Linked DNA regions of Mus musculus: regions 2 and 3 are each linked to region 1. A link is a contact called in public HiCAR-type and promoter capture Hi-C data. All regions are on one chromosome and are shown on one strand. The core of a region is the stretch at or near the end of the contact, and the rest is flanking DNA. Distances in the headings are between cores, read along the strand shown.

Region 1 (4,504 bases), core at 1,306-3,805:
AGGCCTAGCTTTATCAAAGCCTGAAGCCTTTCCTTTTGGGGAGGTCAGGGTTTCACTACGTAGACCAGGCTGGCCCTGAATTCATAGAGACCCATCTGCTTGTCTCCTCCCGAGTGCTGGGACCAGAACTGTAGTCATCTGCCTGGCAAGCCCTGCAACTGTTAAGACAGCCTTGGCTCCTTGATTTGCAGATGGCCACCTCCCAAGTCCTGAGCAATCAATACTAAGCTGATGAGAGTGTTTCCATATACCTATGGCCTGGAGGTACTAACATCATAAATTTACCTACTGAGCACAAACACTAACGAGGTTTATAGTGCCCACTTTCTTCTGGGGAAGATTCGGGTTTGGCAACCTTAGGCCCACACGATGGGTAAGATGCTAAGTCCTGTGAGTCATTGATCAAATGCTTGGTCCTGAAGGAAGCCCTGGGGCCCCAGGTTCAGTCTAAGGCCACTGAAGCATCCATTACCTTTGCCGGCTCATCTTCATCTGACTTTAGTTTTCTCTTTTTACTTTTGCTTTGAAACTCTACCACTTCCACTAGCTTGCTGCCGTTCTTTGGGGGAGAGAGGGAGACTGCAGTAGTGACAGGGACTTCTGAAGGGGCAGCGGGAGCAGACTGCAGTTCTTCTCTGAGCTTCTGGAAAAAGCTGGAAGCACTCTTCTTCTGGCCTCGTACAGGAGATCCAGGCAGGGGAAGCGGCTCTACTGCCACATCTTCTATAGTCTCTGAGTCTCTCTTCTTTGCTTTCTTCTTTCGGATCCTTTTCTGCTCTGTTTCACCTTCCGTCTCTCCTGTTCATTTCAACATTAAAAAAAAAATTAAAAATCATCTTAGTTTTAATTAATGCCAATACTGAAGGAATGCCACTTTGCATGGGGCCCAGACACAGGCATCCACTCATGTACACAAAGAAACGAAGTGCTTAGGGCCAGGTCTCATGACTTCATGATCTCCAGGACCCACACGGTGGAAGGAGAGAACTCACTCCTGTGGGAGGTGTTTTCTCACTGCATATGGCGGGGTTGACACACACCCGCACATACATAAATAAATAAAGTAACCGGAAACCACAAACACAGGCAACACTTTCAGAAATCAAAATCCTGCCTTCCTTCCCAGATAGCTGCATACACCTCTGACCCTTAGTAATACAATTACGCTAGTCCTCACACCCGGTGCCATCAACGTCATAGTTCCCAGGACCATGTTAAAAGCATTTGCCTCTATACTAGCATGTCTTTTTACCACACTGCAGGGTTACAGGTACATGTCCGGGTTCTTCTTGTTTTCCTTCGGTTTTGGATTTAAAGGGAATCCAGCTAAACTTTAATTGCTTTAATTTGAATACCTTTACTTTCTACTCTATTTCTCATCTTCAGTTTGTTTCTTCTGCTCAGACTCTCAACAGTGATCTGAAATTTCAATCAGGCGTCTAAGCCTCAGTACTGACCTACAGTATGGGCCCAGGAGCTTTCTGAATACTAGCTGTGTACTTGTGGCCAATGTAACTCTGCCAGTATAGATATAAAAATGAATAGGTAAAGTCCAGGTAGCTGGGAAGTAACTACCGTAATGAATTCCTGCATGTGTGAATATCAACTGTATCTAGGATTTTAAAAATTAGTCTTAAAACTTGTGAAAGTCAGCCAGGTGGTGGTGGTGGCGGCGGCGCACGACTTTAATCCCAGCACTTGGGAGACAGAGGCAGGCGGATTTCTGAGTTCGAGGCCAGCCTGGTCTACAGAGTGAGTTCCAGGACAGCCAGGGCTACACAGAGAAACCCTGTCTTGAAAAACCAAAAAGAAAAAAAAAAAAAAAACCCAAACAAACAAACTTGTGAAAGTCGGAGGCCAAGTGTTGTCGGTGGACACAAAGAACCTAACACAGCGCAGAATGTGACATCAGGCCCTAGACCTTGAGACTCGAGCTCTTAAGGAGGACCTTTATGAAGATGTGTGTACATATATGGGTTGCTCTGACAGTTAATGAGGGAAACACACAAAAATGCATGTACATGTACACCTGGTACGTTCTTCCAAGTTCTCAGCTTGCTTTTGCTTTTTAATCGTGTAAGTGAGCTTGGAATTTTGAGCAACCGCTCCAAAATAAAAACAATACAGCGTTTGTTACGTGTCTGGTTCTAAAAGTCAGGCAATCAACGTGAGCTCTTCTGCCTGCCAGTGCCTGTCCTTCTGCGAGTGGCCTGCCTTTAGTAACCATCTCTGATTTTATTTTCCTGCACAGTGAGAAGGAGAGCAAAAGGTCGGCCAACAAGTGGGGGAGAAGGTCCCGGAGAGGGTAGCGCTTGCGGACATGGCTCCAGGAGACCACGTGGGCCGTGGTCCCGCCGCCTCGGGATGCGTTTCACTGTCTTTGGCCGCCTCCTCCCAGGAGCTACGCTCACCCAGGTCGTAGAGGGTCCGCAGAACGGCGTCCAGGAGTGCCTCCGAACCAGGAGGCTCAACGGAGTCCGAATCGTGCTCCGCCGCCATGGGAATCAGCACGGAGACCCCCCCAGATCCCGCCCAGTGCCCACCACTTCCGCTTCCGGCGCGGCTTCTGCGCGTGCGTCACGGTCCCTGCGCGGCCTCGGGCCTGGTTAAGATGGCGGTGCCCGGGGTCCCGTGCAGTGGCCGTACGGAGTGCCACTGTCCTGGGCAGACGGGAGCCGCCCCGTGCGAAAGAACCGCCCCCAGCGGCTGCACTACAGCCGTGTAGCAGACCAGCCCAGGCCCCGCCAGGGACGGCAGCCGCGCCATGGACGTTCCTAGCTCCTCCAGCTCCCGATTCTCGGTCGGCTCGGCCAGCCCTAGCAGTGTGCTCCTCTATGCGGTAGGCGCCTGGGAGGACCAAGGCCCAGGGCAACGTCGCGGGAAGGACAGTCCCTCCCCGATCCCTATGTCCCCAGCCCACGACCCTTGCTTGTCTTAAAGAGCGGGTCCTAACCCAGTTGGGTACGTGGCTTGGTATCCACGGCAACCATGTGTCTGCGCCTCGGTTAACGCGTCTGCTTTTACAAGTTTGTATCGATGGCGGTCCCTCTGTCCCTTCTCCCCGTCAGGCCGGGAGCCCCCGCACACAACATGAGGGGAGCATTAGAGTTCTGCCTGTTGAGTAGTAATCTTAGTCCTGACCTAGCCCGAGAAGACTTTTGGGTCTCCACCTCCCGCCTTCTCCCCAGCCCTCTACCTTAAGTATTCCTGAGAGAGAAAAATATTCGGCTACAATATGCGCGTAGAGTTTTTTTTTTTAACTCTTACTTGGAACCTCAGGAAATTACTGTCTTCTATTCGTTATGTTTGCACAAGTTTCTGAGTAGGATACCCATTGCCACTGTTTTCTGTCCAACTTACCTTCTACACTACCCCCTTCCGCCCCCCACTTCCTTCCTCTTCTAGTTTTAACTGGTGGTTTGCCCCGTTTGGTTTCCAACAGAGTGTTGGTCACTTACAATATTCACGAGCAATTATCAAGGTGGAGACTTCGTGTGCTTTCACTCCGTGGGTTTGCACAATTACGGGTGGGGTGGGGTGAGAATTTGCTTATTTTTATGTGTATGAGTGTACCTGCATGTGTGTATGTGCACCACGAGGTGTCTGGTGCATCAGAGGCCAGCTCTGGGAATTGAGTTACAGATTGTGAGCTGCCCCAATGTGGTTGCTGAAGGAATGACCCTTAACCCTTGTGCCATCTCTCCATCCTCGGGGGAGAGTTAAAAAAAATCTTAATTAATTATTTTTGAAACAAGATTTTCTTGGTTTGTTCTCTGGCTTTGGCACTAGCTGTGAAGCCCCAGGCTTTCTGGATCTTGCATTCCTCATGCCCTCACCTCCAGAGAGCTAGGATTATAGTCTACACCACCACTCTTGACAAAAGTGCCTTTCAAAGGGTATTTCCATGCTATGCCAGTAGTTAACACCATTTTCTTTTCTTTCCTTTCCTTTCCTTTCCTTTCCTTTCCTTTTCTTTCTTTCTTTTTTTTTTTTTTCTTTTTGGTTTTTTGAGACAGGGTTTCTCTGTGTAGCCCTGGCTGTCCTGGAACTCACTCTGTAGACCAGGCTGGCCTCGAACTCGGAAATCGCCTGCCCCTGCCTCTGCCTCTGCCTCCAAAGTACTGGGATTAAAGGCATACACTACCACTGCCCAGCTTTTGGTTTGGTTTGGTTAGCACAACTACTTTTGGAATGTGGGCAAACTTCTTAAGTTCCATAAAAAAATTTAGATTTATGATTAATCTGAACTGTAGCCTTAAAGCCTATGGCTGGAACCTCTGTCATTGACTTCACCATCTTTAGCCTGTTATTCTAAAGCAGGCACATTGGAAAAGAAGAGTGTTCTGATAGCTCTAACTCCAGCTTCTTGGCCTTTAAGTGGGTTTGTGCGTTGATTGGAACTTTCCTTGTACGTGTTTATGAAAGGAGTTGGTTTTTTTTTTTTTTTATGATGAAATTGTTATCAGCTTTCTGTGAATAAGTAAGGTGACTGGTCATGAACATT
Region 2 (4,504 bases), core at 1,062-3,561, 2.9 Mb before region 1:
CTGCCAGACTACCTGGGTGTGATGGTTTGCATATGCTTGGCCCACGGAATGGCACTATTAGGAGGTGTGGCCCTGTTGGAGTAGATTTTGCCAAAGTGCGTGTGGGCTTTAAGACCCTCATCCTGGCAGCCTGGAAGTCAGTCTTCAGCTAGTAGCTTTCGGATGAAGATGTAGAACTCTCAGCTCTGCCTCAGTGGGTTTGACCCATGGGACCCGGGTGGTGGAAGGTGAGAACTGACTCTCTGTCATGTCCACGGGGTGCCACGGTACTCCAACAACCCCCACAGCATGCACACAGAGTAAATGAACATAGCTTTAACAATCCAGGGCATCAAAACAAAGAGGGTTGGGAAATGGCAGGCTTGGCAAAGTGCATGTCCTGTAGGCACGCGGAACTAAAGTTGAGCCCCAGAAGGCACAAATCAATGGTGCCACCCGTGGTGGGGTGGGCTTGTGATCCCAGAGCTGGGGAAGCGGAGACAAGTGGATCACTGGGGCTCACTGGACAGTCAGTCTCACCTACCCTGCAAGCTGCAGGTCCCATTGAGAGACTGTGGTTTAAAATTCAAGGTGGGCAGCTGCCGAGGGACATGCATGTTGCACGCATGCGCACACATCAGCCTCCCGGTTCTGAACTCTGGCTCTGATTAGTGTACTCTCTGGTTGAGATCTAAACTGTATTAGCACTCGGACTCTCATTCAGCCCTTCATTGCTGCCTACTGGTGCCAACCCACCCTTTCCCCACCATCCACTCATCTGCTTGATGGTTGCACTAAATACATTTGAAGTCCTGGGATGGAGGAGACGGCAACGCCAGGGGTGAAAGGGAGGTTAAGGGGGATGTTAGGGTGACATGCTGGGGATGACGTCACCATTACTCTGTTTTTCCGTGCGGTCAGGCATTCATGTTCAGAACTCTCACAACTACAGTTTTAAAATCTGGGCCCAATTGAGGGGCGGTGGGAGGAGATAGTACAACTCTCTAAGAGTTTCTGGCCAAGTTCCTCGTAGTTCCTCTGGGCTTAGCTTTCTTTCTTTTTATTTTAAAGATTTATTTATTTATTTCATGTATGTGGGTACACTGTCACTGTCTTCAGACACACCAGAAGAGGGCATTGGGTTCCCATTACAGATGGTTGTGAGCCATCATGTAGTTCCTGGGGTTTGAACTCAGGACCTCTGGAAGAGCAGTCAGTGCTTTTTTTTTTTTTTTTTTTTTTTTCCCCAAATGAGACAGGGCTTCTCTGTATAACTCTGGCTGTCCTGGAACTCACTCTGTAGATTGGGCTGGCTCGAACTCAGAAATCTGGCTGCCTTTACCTTCCAAGTGCTGGGATTAAAGGTGTGCGCCACCACTGCCCAGCAGGTCTCATTTTAACAGCACAGTTCTAGGTTGAAATCTTCAAGACAATCCTGAGGTAAAGTGGCACAGGATCAAACCCCAGACAGAGCACAGTGGTTTAGAAGGGCTGTCCCAAGGTTGCCCAGCTGGTAGCTGCACTGAGTCATGGCTTTATTATCGGCACAGGGGAACGGGCAGGAAACAGGTTTTTGTTTTGTTTAGTTTTCTAAGTGAAAATAACTCCTGTAATCCCGGTTTGTAGGATTGCTCACTGCGAACATGCAGAAGGGGACAGCCTGGAAAGGAACACTGACGACAGACCAGGTGCAGAGAACCATTAGTGGCATTTCTGGCAACAAATGCACATCGATGCTGCATAGCTCCTATTGCATGATACGTAAGCATGTCACATATAATCTCTATCACAGTGACAGTGTCCCCACGACCAGCTTGTCCATAAGGAAGTCAGGCAACTTTCCAGACAATGCCACTGAACGAGCCCGGAACGTCTGAGACCGATGCCAGGTAGAGTAGGTAGGACGGGTTTGGGAGCGTACAGCCCATTTGAGCCGCTGACACTACAAGTCCCAGCAGCCCTCAGGGCAGGGAAGGCATGGGGCAGCCAGAATCCGGATGGACTACAAATCCCAGCAGGCAAATCATGGCCGCAGAGACTACCAGTCCCAGGACGCATCGTGCCACACACAGCGCACACTGGGATTTGTAGTCGTCAGGGCAGCGTTAGTGTGTTCACACCCATCAAAGAGGACGTACATTCCTCAGATTGAACACTGGAGGATTTACTGCTTTAGCAAGTAACATGGACGTGAGATGGGGAAGTAAGGGCCCAGCGAGTCAACTCTCGGAGCAGGGGAGGACAACTGCGCATGCTCGTTGGAGTCCGTCGGCGAAAGCGCGCGCCAGAGGCGCCCAGAGCAGGCCCCGCCCCCTTCCCGACCGGCCCCGCCCTTGAGCCGGGAGCCCAGGGAGCCTGCGCTGAGGGCGGGGCGCAGGCCGTGGGGAGGCGCTCGCGGCGCCTGCGCAGAGCGGCTGCTTCTCTCGCGAGGACGGACGCCATTATCGCAGCTCCCCGACAAACACCACGAGAATTCCGCAGCCCACACGGTAATTGCAGCTCCCGCAGCCGGTCGCGCCTCCACTCCCCCTTCCCGCGGGGCGAGAGCGAGAGCGAGAGCGAGATCTCCGGCCGCCCCCGCCCCGCCCCGCCGCCAACCGTCGCCAACGGCCACGGGGCCGCACGCCGGGCTGGGCGGGGGCCGGCGGGCCGCGGGATGTCCGCGCGTCGCCTCCGCGCCTCCACCCGCCGGGGCTGCGGGACCCGGGAAGCGAGCGAGCGAGCGGGCGAGCGGCCGAGGCCCGGCGGCCGTGCTCGCGTGCGTTCGGCTCCGGGGCCTCGGCGCCTCCCGGGCCCGCGCCCGGCGCTCCTGTCACGGGCTCGGCGCGCGGGCGCTGTGGCCCTGGCTCGGCCGCCCAAGTCTCTCAGGACTGAGCCTCGCGCGCTGCGCCCGGGCCCCGCGCGCCGCCCCGCCGCCTAGGTGGCCCCATCTCCCGGCCGTTGTTGGCGCTATGCCCCGGTAACCGGGTGACTTCGCCCTGGTTGGCGCGTCCGCCCGCCTCTGCTCTGCTCTCTGTTGACATCGGGGCCGAGACTGGTGCTCGCTTCCCCACCTAGCGTCACGTCCCCGTCCCGCACAGCCTGGCTCTTTTTTTTCCTTGTTACTTGTGGTGGCCTTTGTTTCTCTGCTCCTGGTGACATTGTAACTTCTCGGAGATAGTGTGGAACCTCCGGCTTCCCTCTACCTCCTCTCTGCCTTTCTTCTAATCTGGGTTGGGGACGCTTTAGGCGGGTGCAGGTAGGTCCCGAGGTCTTTCTTTCGCTGCACGCCTGGTCAGCTCAGGACGCAGTGTTTCAGTCAGCTTTCTTCTTGAGTCCCCAGGGAGCCTCTGCCAAGGACTTCCTTTCTGGTAACTGTTTCCTCCCTGGACCGGCCTAAGGTCTTCTTGGCATTGGAACAGGTCTGCCCTTCGCAGGTATGCTCGGTAGGCGTGTCCTCGAGCGCTGGGAGATTGTCCCAAGAGCCTTTCTTAAAGTCGTTAGAGAGTTTGTCGCCCTCCCCCCCACCCCCGCCCCATTTGGGCACACTACTTGAGTTTCTTTATCTTTCTATTCCTTTTTGATTTTCATTCCAGGAAAGAACTTCAGTTTATCTTTCACCCCAGTGGCGCAGGACTTTTAATTCCAAGCACTTAGGAGACAGAGGCAGGTGGATCTTTGCCAGTTTGAGGCAACCTCGTTTACATAGTGTTTACATAGGCAACCTCCCCTATCTCGGGGAGGGGGCCGGCGAATCCACCATCAGAATTGTAGTTTCTGAGCAGGGCATAGAGAGGTACACACCTCTAGCCCCAGCACTTGGGAGGCAGAGGCAGGCGGATCTCTTAAGTCTGACACCATCCTGCTCTACAGAGTGAGTTCTAGGACAGCCAGAACTACACAGAGAAACCTTGTCTTGAAAAACGAAACAAACAAAAAAAAATTTCTGAATGTATTTGTTCTTTTCCTTTTGTTCAGTAGTTTGTTTCATGAATATGTTTTCTCTTTCAGGCTGAGAAAACTATTAGGGGTTCTTTTCAGTTCTCTTATCTGACTTCTTGTTTATCACTTTTGGGGGGTGGGTGGTAAATGTTAGCTTCTTGCTTTGGATGGCAGGTCCTCCAATAGTGCTAATTATTATTGCTTAAACCTTAGACTTTAAGGTAAGAGGAAACTGGCAGGGGGCCCTGGGTCTGTGGAGAGGGGTTTAAAAATGGTTTTCCCCACTAGTGTCTGGGAGAGGTTGTTACCTCAAGACTTGGAGGACCACATAACAGACACCTTATATCTGGGCTGTTTATGCATCTTCCAGGGTCTGTCTCCCTTTGCTTGGAAGCTGTTTTGCTTGTCAGGGGTGGCTGTGGAGACTGCTGAGGGCCAGGTGGGGCCTGGAGCCCCACTCCTGTGTCCTGCAAGCTATCTAGATCCTCTGTCAGAAGTTTAAGTCTTTGGCTGTGCTCTATTTTCTTGTGAGCTGATTGTACTGTAGTAAGTATTTTAGTGGGGTAAGTGGAGATTGTTTACAAGGCCACTCATCTTGAACAGG
Region 3 (4,504 bases), core at 1,199-3,698, 2.1 Mb after region 1:
AAAGAAAGAAAAAAAAAGACGACAGCTTCAGGACTTAGCAGCTGAGTAGCTGTGTGTGAAGAGGTGAGAGCACAGGGTAACCCCTGCAGCACTGGCTTAGGCACTTATCTAGACGTGAAGTACCATTAACACAGGAGGGTTTCAGTTTGAAGCATTTTATTTTGCTTTTTGGGTTTTGATTTAAGGAAGGTGGCATGCAACCTAGGCTGGCTTCAAACTCACTATATATGGTGTAGGATAACTCTGAGTGTCCGATCCAAGAACCACCACCTTCCAAGTGCTGGGAGACTGCAAGTATATGTTACCATGCACGGTTTAGACAAGGAACACTCCACCAAGTGAGGCACACCTCTAGCCTCAAGGAGCACTATCTTAAGGTAAACAAGAAATGTACAGGTGCAGATACAGGCAATCAAAAAGACGGAACAGGTCTAATGCTCAGGGCCGACACACAGCAGTGCCCATGAAGAACTGCTGCGAGGTGACTGACAAGAACTCCAAGAAGAAGCCGTTTCCTAATTGCAAGCTCAGGAAAGGTGTTCATCTTAATTCAGAGACAAAACAGAGAAGGGAACAGAAAGCTTGGAATGTAAAGCTTCGAGAAAGCAGTCACCGAGTGGAAGCAGCGCACAGTCCTCAGAGGGTGTGAGGGTGGTGGGGAACTAGTGTAGTGGCTCAGCAGGCAAAGGCACCTGTCCTGCAGCCAGACAGCGAATGGACTCCTAGGAGCTGGTCCTTCCACAGGCCACCTTGACAGGAATGCACTGACACACATGCAGACAACAAACGTAATAACTACTGAAGGTTTTACTGAAAGAGGAGAGTGTAAAAATGGGAAAAGAAAATAGGCTTGAAGCAGCGAGAAGGAATTGAGAGCCAAGGGTTTGTGGAAGCTGAAGTACAGCTTAGGTTGCAGAGTGAGTTTAAGGTCCACCTGGGATGCAAGAAGTCTCCAAGAAAGAATGAGGAACACTCAATAGAAAAGTAGTGTATCTGTTTGGATACTAACTCAAATATTATGTAAAAGGAATTTTAAGTTAGTAAGGGAAATTTGGTTCCTATGAAAACCAAATTCACATTTGACAGACACACTAACTCAGAAATCCCAACTCAGAAAACAGAGAAGGGGTTAAAGTCCTAACAAGGCTGGCTCAGAATCAAGAAGCAGTGATGGACACAAAGACCTAAAAAGCTGATCTACCAGTATCTGTTCGCTTAGGATAAATGGCTTTCTTGTATCTTTTAACCCTGTATGAGACTTTGTATAATGTATTTTTTAAATTTCAGAATATGCAGTGAAAAAAATTAAGATGAACATTAAAAAAAAAAAAAAAAAAACTGCCTGAGGTATTTAATATAGCAAAAAGGAGATTTCTACCAACCTGTTTGCCAGTCTTTTGTCTGCATCAGAGAGTTTCTTCACTTTCACTTTTCTCGAAGGCTCTTGCAAAACTGGCTTTTTAGTTTGGGACACACTCTCTTCTTCATCATCATCATCATCATCAAGTTTTCTTTTTTTAGATGTTTCCTTTCAAAAGTTTGAAGTCATATTTAAAACCTCAAACTTTAAAAAAAAAAAAAATCCTGACCCTAAAGCTGTGTGTTGTGGCTTATATCTGTAATTCCAGTATTCAGGAATAGAGGCAGGAGGAACTGTGCCAGGCCAGCCAGAGCTACATAGCAAAGTCCCTCCGTCTCCAAGTCCCTGAGCAGTACTCCGATGTGCCTTTCTACATGGATACTTCTTCACGGGTTACGGAGAGAAGCAGAATATTCTTGCAGCACCAGCCATTCAGTGGAAAGGTGAGGCAGGAATATAGAATCTGGGTTACCGTGTATTCTAAGCGTGCGCAACTAGTGTGATCCTGTCTCAAAATAAAAAAGTCAAGTCGGACATGGTGGGAGCGACTCTGTAATCTCAGAACTCAAGGCTGGAGAAGGATCAGGAGTTTAGTTCATCCTCGGATACATAACTGAAATTTGAGGCTTACACGGTCTACAGGTGACCCTGCCAATCAAATAGGCTGAGGGTGAAGCGCTAGCCCTGCTCAAAGGACCAGACAGTCACTGCTGTCAGGAGAGTGACCCTCTACATCTCTCTCTACCGGGATACTCAGGGTGCAGCCCGGCGACTCACCTGGGGCACAGGCACAAATACAGGAGGAGCCGATGGCTCCGCGGTGCTGAAGAGAGCGGCCAGCCGCCCCGTCCCGCCTCCAGGAGGCCGCGGGCCGCCCCGCAAGCTGTCGGCGACCTGTCCCACCAGGTAGTCGCTGGCCGCACAGCTCACGCCGTCTCCAGAGCTCTGTCTGCAAACACAAGAGCACTCTTCAGCCACGCCGCGCCACTCACCGCCAACCCATCCACACCAACGCCCGCCGCCACTCACCTCCGCTCCGAGCCCTTCCTTCTCTTGCGTTCCTCCCCTCCCAGAGCCATGCTGAAAACTGAGCTTCCGGGATGGAAGTCCTAGGTCCGCGCTTCTGGGATCCGACTAGTCATGCGTTCCCTCTGGTTCCGGGTTCCGGCAGCCTCCGGGTTCCGACTACTTCCGTTCTAAGGCTGAGCTCTTCCGCTCAGGACCACACCCCCTCTCCCCATTCAGCCCGTGGCTGCGCAGGAGCCGCGCTATGCTTAATACTAATGGTTTTGCAGTCCGCAGGCGTCTCAGGGAAACCTAGGCTGAGGGAGTGCAGCAAGTCTCACGAGTAGCTGAGGCCTCGTGTTAGTACGAGGGTCAGCTAAAACCTGACATAGTGGCTTAGGTCTTTAATCCCAGAATTTGGGGCTCGAAGTAGCCGGATTACCTCGATTTCCAGGACCGGCTAAAACCACATGGCTCCAGCATAGCTACCTCGTCTCAAATAAAACAAGCCCCCCCGCCCCCCAGGCTTAGGGAAGGCTGTCGGCCACAGCTCATTAAGGAAGGAGGTTTCCAAGAGAAATGGGGCTACAGGGATGTGTCTTAGCAGTCGGGGAAGGGTACACCTTTCCCGAAGTTTGACGTTTCAAAGTCGGCAGAAAACAAGTATTTGGGATCACAGTTTAACTGGTCACATCCTTGTACTATTCCGTCTTCAAAGCCGCCCTGTCATTTATTTTTATATTTATTTATTATTATACATAAGTACATTGTAGCTGTCTTCAGACACACCAGAAGAGGGTGTCAGATCTCATTATGGATGGATGTGAGCCACCATGTGGTTCCTGGGATTTGAACTCAAGACCTTCTGAGGAAGAGCAGTCAGTGCTCTTATCCACTGAGCCATCTCACCAGCCCCCTCCCCACCTCCCGTCATTCTTTAAGTAAATTCATACTTAGATTTTTTTTTAATAGTGGCTTATATTTGTAATCCCTGTTCTCTAGGGCCTAGGTAGAGCTTGGCCATGATTTTGAGGCTATTCTGGGATATGCGGTCGTAGCCTCTTTTGCCTGCAGGAAGTCCAGCATGTTGGGATCTCCCCAGTTACCAAGATAGAGAGACACCCAAGTGAGCTTGCAGGCCAGATTTAAAGCACATTAGGGAATGCTGGGGTAGGTGACCTCTATGTTAATATGTTGGGTCTATCTCTAGGGATACTGACATTCCATTACTGGGATGTGGGGGCTGGAAACTTGCTGGGGAGGTCTGGGAACTGTTACTGAGGAACTCTGGAAACTGCTGCTGACCCATTGTGCTTGCTTCAGGCCAGGTGGCTGGGACATTCCATTACCTGGGCATGAAAGCTGGAGCCTGGGCTTTTTCCTGTTAGTAATTGACTTGTCTGGACTTGCCCAGTTTTTAGGCCTGGTCTCCTAAACTCCTATTTGAAGTCTGTCACGGAGTCAGCCTAGGCTTCTCATTCCTCCCTTTCAGTAATGGGCCAACTCTAACCCTTGAGAGGTTTCCGAGGCCCCTGCACTAGCAGCTCCAGCCAGCCCTATGTTAAGGAAGAGAACCTAGTAACACAGCAGAAATGGCCACATTTAACTTGATTGATTGGAGGTGCTAGCTGGTTGAAGACATAAAAATCCTCAGTCGTATTTACAACCAGGCCATAAATGCATGGAGTGAGTCTCCAGGTATAAGCCCTCCAATCATTCTCTGGGGGCAGCCTGTATCCTGCATCAGTAGGGGTTACAGTATGGTTGCAGAGGTGGAAATAGACACTTCAATGAAGTGAAGATTACCTAAGACTTGAGACCAAAGAAGTGTTGCAAAACTAGCTATGCAAACCACCACCACCCTCGTCATCATCCCTGTAAACATTATGTGTCCTCCCATAGGTCTTGCCTCAGCAAAACACCTTGTGAGTCTGTCTTAGCAAAACTCTACAGGAGTCTGAATCAGCTGACATGCCCAGAAACTTTTTTTTTTGGCGGGAGGGGGTTGAGACAGGGTTTCTCTGTGTAGCCCTGGCTGTCCTGGAACTCACTCTGTAGACCAGGCTGGCCTTGGGAAAATGGAGTTACCTGTAAAGCTGACAAGGACCACAACAGTTTTTTGTTTTTTATTTTTTGTTT

The links. Promoter capture Hi-C pulls out the DNA fragments that hold promoters and counts their contacts. HiCAR-type assays count read pairs that join an accessible place to other places.
Region 2: a promoter capture Hi-C map of embryonic stem cells shows a contact between it and region 1, with 3 times the contacts expected there. The contact joins the promoter of Banp here to the promoter of 2810004N23Rik in region 1. A contact is called at or near these places in 3 of 39 promoter capture datasets (embryonic stem cells, liver and pre-B cells).
Region 3: a contact with region 1 is called in a HiCAR-type map of astrocytes, with 5 times the contacts expected there. The contact joins the promoter of Rbm34 here to the promoter of 2810004N23Rik in region 1. A contact is called at or near these places in 2 of 484 Hi-C or Micro-C datasets (both in the G1E-ER4 cell line) and 1 of 115 datasets of contacts at active chromatin or transcription factors (astrocytes).

What each region holds. Positions count from the first base shown.
Region 1 is chr8:124,860,474-124,864,977 of GRCm38.p6, forward strand. It overlaps 2810004N23Rik (RIKEN cDNA 2810004N23 gene), which reads right to left and starts at 2,556. Exons shown (of 7, transcript NM_025615.2): 1 at 2,412-2,556; 2 at 473-798. The coding sequence starts at 2,499. It overlaps Gnpat (glyceronephosphate O-acyltransferase), which reads left to right and starts at 2,560. Exons shown (of 16, transcript NM_010322.3): 1 at 2,560-2,839. The coding sequence starts at 2,765.
Region 2 is chr8:121,948,181-121,952,684 of GRCm38.p6, forward strand. It overlaps Banp (BTG3 associated nuclear protein), which reads left to right and starts at 2,312. Exons shown (of 14, transcript NM_016812.4): 1 at 2,312-2,468. Gm27011 (predicted gene, 27011) reads right to left here and starts at 2,465. Exons shown (of 1, transcript NR_169031.1): 1 at 1,498-2,465.
Region 3 is chr8:126,968,601-126,973,104 of GRCm38.p6, forward strand. Rbm34 (RNA binding motif protein 34) reads right to left here and starts at 2,449. Exons shown (of 11, transcript NM_172762.3): 1 at 2,390-2,449; 2 at 2,138-2,309; 3 at 1,383-1,528. The coding sequence starts at 2,439.